Regions from separate parts of the Anas platyrhynchos genome. Here region 2 is linked to region 1. A link is a contact called in public Hi-C data. All regions are on one chromosome and are shown on one strand. The core of a region is the stretch at or near the end of the contact, and the rest is flanking DNA. Distances in the headings are between cores, read along the strand shown.

What was found. A called contact is a pair of places that touch in the nucleus more often than the background predicts.
Region 2: a contact with region 1 is called in a Hi-C map of small yellow follicle, with 3 times the contacts expected there. The contact joins two enhancer-like sites. A contact is called at or near these places in 3 of 8 Hi-C or Micro-C datasets (F5 follicle, small yellow follicle and subcutaneous adipose tissue).

The regions. Positions count from the first base shown.
Region 1 is chr1:87,808,781-87,812,837 of IASCAAS_PekinDuck_T2T, reverse strand. All of the region lies in intron 2 of BOC (BOC cell adhesion associated, oncogene regulated), which reads left to right. Among named protein-coding and RNA genes, the nearest start is that of BOC, 16 kb to the left of the region's middle. Within about 2 kb of position 1,792, at least 5 of the 8 cell types and tissues checked have an H3K27ac peak or open chromatin away from gene starts, as enhancers often do. A contact at or near this core is called in F5 follicle and small yellow follicle, where this site is marked.
Region 2 is chr1:87,886,591-87,890,647 of IASCAAS_PekinDuck_T2T, reverse strand. LOC101790950 (protein spire homolog 1) reads left to right here. Exons shown (of 16, transcript XM_027449581.3): 4 at 564-689; 5 at 972-1,037; 6 at 3,682-3,843. Among named protein-coding and RNA genes, the nearest start is that of NEPRO, 4.2 kb to the left of the region's middle. Within about 2 kb of position 1,762, at least 4 of the 8 cell types and tissues checked have an H3K27ac peak or open chromatin away from gene starts, as enhancers often do. A contact at or near this core is called in F5 follicle and small yellow follicle, where this site is marked.

The DNA of each region.
Region 1 (4,057 bases), core at 543-3,042:
GAGGCTATACCAGCTTTAACCCTTCGTCATTCCACTTCTGTCACGCAGGGAAGCTCCAAAGTTGTAGTCCTAAAATGTTGGCCGCTTTTTTGCTGTATAGCCCAGGTGACCTGAACAGTCCCAAGCCAAAGTTTGCTGTTGTGACTGAGGACTGGTGGCAGCCCCAGGTTCTTGCTGCTGGAAAACGGAGTGGATGAGAAATCTGCGTCTGTTTATCAGCAAGGGTCCAGAAATGGTGTGGTTGCTGTTCAGAGAACAAAATCAGCTTTCTCCCCATGGGGAGTCGGGACCGCTGTGCCGTTTCCTGCCCTGCCAGAAGCACCTGGTGGGATTTGGGATGCTGCTGAACTCTGCTTCAGCTGTTCCCATCAGGGGGCCTCATGACGTGCAAGACGCTTTGGAAACACCTTGTCCTTCAGCGCCTGGGGCCAGAGGAGCCCTGCCAGGGGGGCATCGGAGGGCATGGCAGGGTGCGAAGCCTACACAGGTACATTCTGCTGTACTGGCAACTGCCTTGGGCCACAAATACCACACAGTTCGTGGGCTGCTGATTTAATTGCCCCAGGGATGTTGCCCAGTAGCTGAGGGTAAGAATACAGGGAAGGGAAAGTTAAAGCCACAGGATCTTTTCATTAAGATGTTTTCTTGCAGCACTTGTGTCAGGTCTCCAGAGGAGGTCATGCCCCTCCTGATTAAAAAACCCTAGGGCTCAATCTGTGGTGTTGGGCAGTTTGATGGTGTGGAGACCTGGACCAATGGCATGAACACCCTCATGATACGAAATGCATAAACGTCCCGTAGTATACACCCAGGCAGAGAGTTTGTGGCTGCTAAACCTGAAATATCTTTCTTCATGGGGACCAGCAGTCTCTCTAGCCCTCCAATCTCTCATAACCCCCTTTCATCCAGATAGGGAGAAAATAACTTTCCTAATCCCCCCACAAACCTCTTGAACATAGCCACGACCTTCATCTCCAAAGAAGGTGTCAGTAACTTTGGTCTGGAGACCATAAGCTTCCTCTCCCCAACAGCTGTGGCAGCAACGTGTGAATTTTTGGTCTCTTGCATGTAGCTCAGATGGTCCCAGATGTGCCACGGGGTGGCTACAGCAGCAAGGCTGTGGGCGCAGTGGTCACCAGGAGCAACGTGCCCAGTGCTGGCCTTGAAACATGCCTTGTGTCCTGCGTGCTTCTTTCTAGGCTGCCAAGAGGGGCCTGATCTGTAGCTAATGAGTATCTGTGATATTGGGTTTCACCTGTCGGGATGGGGTGGAACCATGGATAGGGAGCACTGACCGACGGGCAGGCTTTTGAGTGAGTGGGAAGCAAAGTTTCCCTCCTGTGCTCCACTGCACGACTAAAAGACATTTCCTTTGCCTCCTCAGTCTGCTCTGCCCGCACCTATCTGGCTCTCTGACAGTATTTTGAAGGCGTGACTTGCTTCTCGTTCTGCTGCCGTAGTGGTGGTCTTCCTCTTGTAGCTCAGCCCCCTGGCTCCACGATGGGCTCGGGTGGGCTGCGACAGCCGACCACGGGGCGCTGGCACATGGTGGCACGTTGACTCGGCTGCTTCTCCTTCCTTCCCTGTTTGCTTAGTTCTTGGCAGCCGGCTGTTTGAATGTTTGTAGCTCAATGTTGTTTGAACGCTGCAGTGTTTGCTTGACAAACACTTTCCCCGGAGTCTGTGATTACGGAAAGTTTAGTCTGACGAGGCCCGCTGAATTATCCTGTTCTCTGTTGTCAATAATCTCTTGGATGTTGTCTCCCTTAACCGCAATATTTTGTGTGTGGTGCAAATTCTTTTCTTTCCCCTTGTTGTAATCAGCCTGCCCCTCCCTGCTTGGTTCAGCTGATGAAGCTGTAACCCTAGGATGCTGACATCTGTACTTTGCTAATCCAGAAATCCTGGGGCTACCAGGAAGCAGGATAAATAATAAGACCGCATACCTGTCTGGCACCTGAGAATCCCAAGCTGTCTGACGCACGTACTGCTTGCACCGCCTGGGGTTTGCCATTCCTGTTTCCTCAGCCCGGGAAGCTGAGGCACAAGGTAGGGCTGTGTTTTGTCCAAAAGATGAAGTGAAATGTGGAGTCATAACTTCTGTGACCGAGTTGCTGTCCCTCTTTGTCTTCCAAAATGTGAACCCTCAAAAGAAAGCGATTGGAGTGGGCTGCGCGGTTTCAAGCAAGGCTTTATTTGCAGTGATCCACAGCCGTTTTGGCACCCCAAAAATCCAATCAGAGAACAAAAAAGCAATCGTGGGATTTCTCCAGGGTAAGCTGTGTTCCCTGGCTGCGGCCAGACGTCCCTAACGTGGCTCGCAGGAGGGGGGATGTCAAAGCACCGTGTCTTGTGGTCAGCTCGGTGGTTTGGAGTGATGCTGAGGGACAGGCGCTCGCGGTGGTTCTGGGGAGGGGAAAGATCTCACTGTGCTTCAGGGGAGGTAATGAGACCCCTGGAAATCTGCCTGCAGGGGGCCGAGTGGCCAGGCTGGGCCGCTGCTGGTTTCCTTACCACCTCCAAGCCATGGGCCTGCCAAAATAACCAGGGCTGGCTTACAGCTTTGGGTGGAAACCACAGGCAAACCACGTCGAATCGCTGGACTCTACCCCAAACCAGGCAATGTGCAAGGGCTCCTGTTTAGTGTCGCTCAGAGATAGAGAGAGACGGAGGAAAGCTGGGGCGGCTCCGGCGTTGACATGAGGCCGTAGGTAGCCTGCAAATGCCGTTCCCACGGCTGGATCGTACCGGTGAGAGCCAAATAATGCCCCAGCAGACATCCCCTGGGAGCTGGGGTGTAAGAGGAGGAATATTTTGTCTGCAGCCCTTTCAGAAAGGGACAGTTGGGGGGTGGGGGGAAGGAAAAAAAAAAAAAAAAAAAAAAAAAGGCTGGCGAGATGAGGATTAGGGTGAATGCGTGCCCTCGAGGCACGTAATCTCCACTGAGGCTTTGGGGAAGTTGGGTCAGTGATCCCAGCACCGGGGGCTGACCCCCTGCAGCAGGGATAGGAAACCCTCGGGCTGAGCAAGCCCCAGGGGGTAAAAGCGTATTTGTTTTTCTTGTGCTGCATCAAAAATATACATGGCAGGGAGGCAAGCGTGTGCAAAAACATGCTAGGGAAGGGGGGGATGAGCACGGTGCCGAATAGCTCAGAAAATGTAAAAGAGCTGCATCCACGCAGAGCACGAGAGCGGCACCCTCACGTACATGCCCGGGTTTTTAATGCGTCGCACTCTTCCCTTGGTGCTGGGGCACCCCCAGCTCTTTTCACTCTGCCCTTTCCTCCTCTTCCCCCTTCTCCCATGTGCTTTTATTCCTCCTGCGAGCAGAGCAGCGTGCGCCAAATCCAACTTCACAGCTGGCTCGGCTCCACGTGTTTGTTTTCTGTGCCTGCGCGGCGCTTGCCAGCGCCGCTTGCGCCCTTGCTCCGAGGTGGAGGCGGGGGGGGGAGAGAGCAGGGGCGGTGGGGAGGGAAACAGGAGCAGGCTGCTGCTTTCCAAACCCTTATTTGTTTAAAGCTTAAGCCTGTTTGAGAGCGCCTTTTTGGAGTGAGGGGTAAGTGGCAGGGGCGGGATGCGGGGGAATGGAGAAAGTAAACTGTGTGTCAAGGAAAGCAAACTTTGCAGCTGGAATTGCTGCTGGTGCTCATTGTGTGAAGGGGCCGGGGAGGTGCCTCCGGCTCCGGGGACGTGCCGGCCCTCTCGGCACGGACACGAGCGTGAAAGGATGAGGATGGAGAGCAGGGAGCTGGCGAGGGACCGGCACCATGCCACAGCGCTGGTGGCTGGCACGTGGGTGCTGCTGCCCAGCAAGCGCTGGTGGTGGGTCCGCATCGAGCACGGCAGCGTTTGGAGAAGTGTTCATTACTGGGATGATAAATGGGGCAGAAGGGTGCACAGAAATTACCTTAAACAACAAAAAAAAAAGCATCGGGATGCAGGGCAGTGTGACAGCTGGGTGCTGAGCCCGTGCCCCACCTAGGTGCTGGGCACCAGCCGGGGGGTTTTCTGTGGGTGCTCATCAATGTCCCTTTATTTTGCTGCCCTCAAGCTTCCT
Region 2 (4,057 bases), core at 513-3,012, 78 kb before region 1:
CATGGCTCTTGCAGCTCTGTCTACAAAGTCTTTCTGTGCATAGTCACAAAAGGCAGCATTCAATAGCTGGGTGACTGGACAAGTGACTTGTTTCAATATCCATAAGATTTGGTCTCTGCAAGAGGACTCAGATGTCACAACTCAAATTAAGAGCTTCCTCTCAACCATAATTTAAGGGTACAAGACACCTTCTATGCCCCAGTCTGATCAGGGTAGGGGAGCAAGGGGGAAAAAGAACATGAGGAGTGACTGCACCTGCTGTTTTGTTGTGGGGTGTGTGTGTGTGTTGGAAGCTTTCCCTTCCAGGCACTTGTTTCAAAGCATACATTATGGAGAACAAGATAGATAAATTACACACAGCTACTTAAGTTATTGTACGTGTGAGGTTAGGCATTTTGCTTCTTTGCTCCTCTGCATCTGCAATAGAACAAACAGAAAAGATACAATGGAACTGAGGAAGATAATTTTTAACCATACATCAAGAAATTGAATTTTGCTTTCTTCCAGCCTTCCATGTTTTTTCATTTCAAGATCTCTCTATTAAATAGCTCCACTTCTTTCAGGCCTGTGAGGAGCGCTTGTCTGTGCCTTCTGAGGCTAAGAGCCATTATGAAATGACCTGTAGGAGTCTTTTTACTGAATTTATGGAACTTCAGAAGCTTGTGTCCATCATCCAGACCTCCAAAGAGGTATATTTGGGATCACCCCTTAGCTACTATCCTTTCTACCTGCATAAATTGATCTAATTATAAAGTACTCTTCCTGTTGCACTAGAAATGGAGTACCTAGATGAAGGGCTATTTTGATTATGTGAATGACTTCTGTCTCTGCAACACAGTAGTGATTTATTGTAGCTTTTGAATGTCTGGGTGTTTGGGGCTTCTAAGCTTTTCAACGTTAATAATTCATACTGGATAGATGAAAAAGCACTGGACAGCCCAACGTAATTACCTCATTTGTTCGCTTCTCAGAGTCTGAGAAAAATGGATGTTGAAGATTTGCTGGAAACGCCCCTGCAGAAGAAGGAAAAACAGAGGGTAAGGGATTTAATTCCTTCATTATGGTAGGTTGGGCTTTTTTTTTTTTTTGTCCACCCATGCTTCTCTGAGGTTTTCTAATGACTCTCTATAAAACAAAGAAGGGAGCTTGAACACCAACAAAACTTCTTAGGTTGTTCAAGAGCCTAAGTAGTTAAAGACTTGTCTGCAAAACAAGCTGGGAGTGAACTTGAAGTTAAATTATTTCATATGCTTACCTCATGCGGACACTTATTCTGCACAAAGAGCCTCTTTGTGGTTCAACTTAAACCACTTCTAAAAGTGAAATTGGAGGCACTCTTTGGAATAAGTGTCCACAAGTAGTTTCTCATGCTGTTTCTTCCTGAAAATGAGCCCCAAACTCCATCTCTTGGCAGGAATTGATACCTGCCAGAAGCAGCCTGCTTCCTTCTGCAGCTGGATTGACAGCTCCCAGAAAACTGATCTCTTGGTGGCAGGAATAAGGTGGATGAGATCATTTTATCGCGTGGGGTCTGTGCTGGTTCAGGGCTGGAGAAGCTAAAGGTATTTGGTAGCTCTGACCATCCTTTTGAGCTTCAGCAGCTCAAAAAAGGCAGAAAGGAGGGGGAGACTGGAGATGTAGCTCCTATCTCCTGCTCGTTATCTTTCCTGTCCTTCCATTCCGTCCTTCTGTAGATCTTGGACTGTGCGTTTGGGGCAGAGAAAGCAACTCCCTCTGTTCTTTTCAAGGCCCTCCATAGCTAGGGCTCAATCAGAAACAAATAGCTCTTCTGGCTGGAGCTCTGCCCGGCATAAACAAATGCAGTGTAGTCTGGAGTCTGTGGAGACAAACGGCAAGCCCCGAGAGACTTGTGGACTCGCTCCCTTTGTCTAAATAGCACTCGCTTTGAAGCGTGCTCAAACTATTCGTATGAAAATGTTTGTGAAATGTGTGTTCGGGCATATTCTCAATTTTGTGATCTATTAAAATAAACTGGCAAGCTATCTCAAACCACAAACTCATCAACAGCAGTTGATGCTCTTTTCTGCAGGGAATACATGAATAAATACATGGGCTTTGCCGTGTGGCCTGAAGGCCAGTGTATTTGGCCTCTGCTCCTTCAGGAGACATAAATTCCAAAAGCAGGATGTCTGTTGCAAATCCTCTGCCTCTGGTTTCCAACTCCCTGTGCACCACTCGATTGCATCGTTCCGACACACTCTTGAGTTTAAAATAACCAGGGTGCCAGCTTTGCTGGGAGCCCGCAGATTGGAGCTGATGCCTTGAGCGGTGCCACGCAGTTAACGCTGTCTGTGGACCAGGCTTTTCCATCCTGGCTGCTCTGAAAAAAGGGCTTCTGAAACACAGGCCACAAGCTGGTGTCATGCAGGGCTGTACCATCTCAGCAGAGCTGACCGTGTGTGCCAGAGGACACTCTTCACCTTGAAATCTAAGCACCGAGACCTCTTATGAACAGCTGTCTTCCCATGAATGAAAAGAATGAAATGTGTTTGGTGTTGTACAGGAAGCAATGCTGATCAGTTTGCCCAGCTCTTTTTTCAGTAGGACTTTGATTTTTATTTTTTTTTTGTGTTCTCCCAAACAAGAATTATGTTAATCCAGGAGATATGGCTAGCGTGTGGCTACTGTCTGAGTGTCCTGCTGGTCTGGAGTTGAGATCCAACTGTTCCAAAGCCTGGCTAAAACAATCCAACTGAGCATCCTTCTCCTTGAAGGCAGCCCATCAGTCAGAGCTTGCATAAGACTTTTCTGATATTATACCAAGATACCTGAAAGGATAAGTTAAGAGAAGGTGCTTCACCCTGTAAGTGAAAGAGGGAGAGGAATTCAAGTCAGAAGCTTTGTTCTGAGGCAGTTTTAAAAATGTTTTACTTCCTTTTCACTGTTTATAATACAATCACTCGTTCTTACTCAATTTGCCTTTGGGATCCAGATAAGCTGTTGACTTAGCACTTCCATTACAATGTTGTCTAAACAGGCTATTGAGTGGATTATGTTTTTTTTCCTGTCTTAACTTTTGTTGGGTTATCCTGCGTGCCTGAGCATCCTGTGGAAACAGGTATTAATACAGGAAGAGGATGAGCAGATGTCAGTGTTATCAGATTGTGTCTCCAGGCTGAAAAAGCTAGCATAAGCTGCTGCAAAGGTGGAAGTGGGAGATCTTTTTCCCTTTGTCTTCCTCTTTGGTCTGTGGGTCCTTCAATCCTTGGCTTCTGAAAATTCAGAGGATTTTAATGGTAAGGTTTGGGATTTCATTCTCAGCATTTCCTAGGAGGTAATAAAATGGAGAAGGATGAAAAAAAAAAACCAATAACAAAATCGTCTAGCACCTGCAGTACTTCCAAGAAGCACTTATTCAAGAAAATGGGCCTAGGTACCTAGTAAGAGAAGCTGTTTTGCTGAAGTATATTCATAAAGTTGATGACGACATTCAGGAATGAACTGGGGAACCAACTCATTTATTTTAAAGTGATTCTGTAGAGAGAAGCAATTCTACATCTTGGTACTGTGCCCCACAAGTGGGTTGAAGGGGGCGTTAAGGACACATTTGTGTTTCTGCAAGACCTAAGCTGCTAAGTGTGCCCTGTGACAGGGAGGGTGAGGATGCTGCTCTGTGTGTTTCTGCCCGCTGGTGACTTGTCCCTTGCTGGCTTCTCCTAGGCACCCCTGTGGCCCAGCATCATCTGCGAGCTGCAGGCTGGGGTGAGGCTGCGCAAGGCCACCGAGCGACTGCAGTGCCCTGCCCCGCTCAAAGAGCGTGCCTGCTCCCCCTATGAACGACTTCTGGATGACATTCAGCACAGGAGGTACAACCTTCGGAAGGTGAGTGACTGACCGACTACCGTCAGTAGACAGTTTTGCAACCACCTGCTCTAACTACTTGGTTTCTAAACCATCCTTGCTGAAACCTCTTCCCCAAATCTTGTTTTAAAGCCTTTCTCAAAGGTACTCCTAGTCCAGAACTGTCTGGAGCTTCCTCTCAGCTGTAACTCTATATTTGATCACCACGTTTATCCACCCAAACACTTTATTTCCA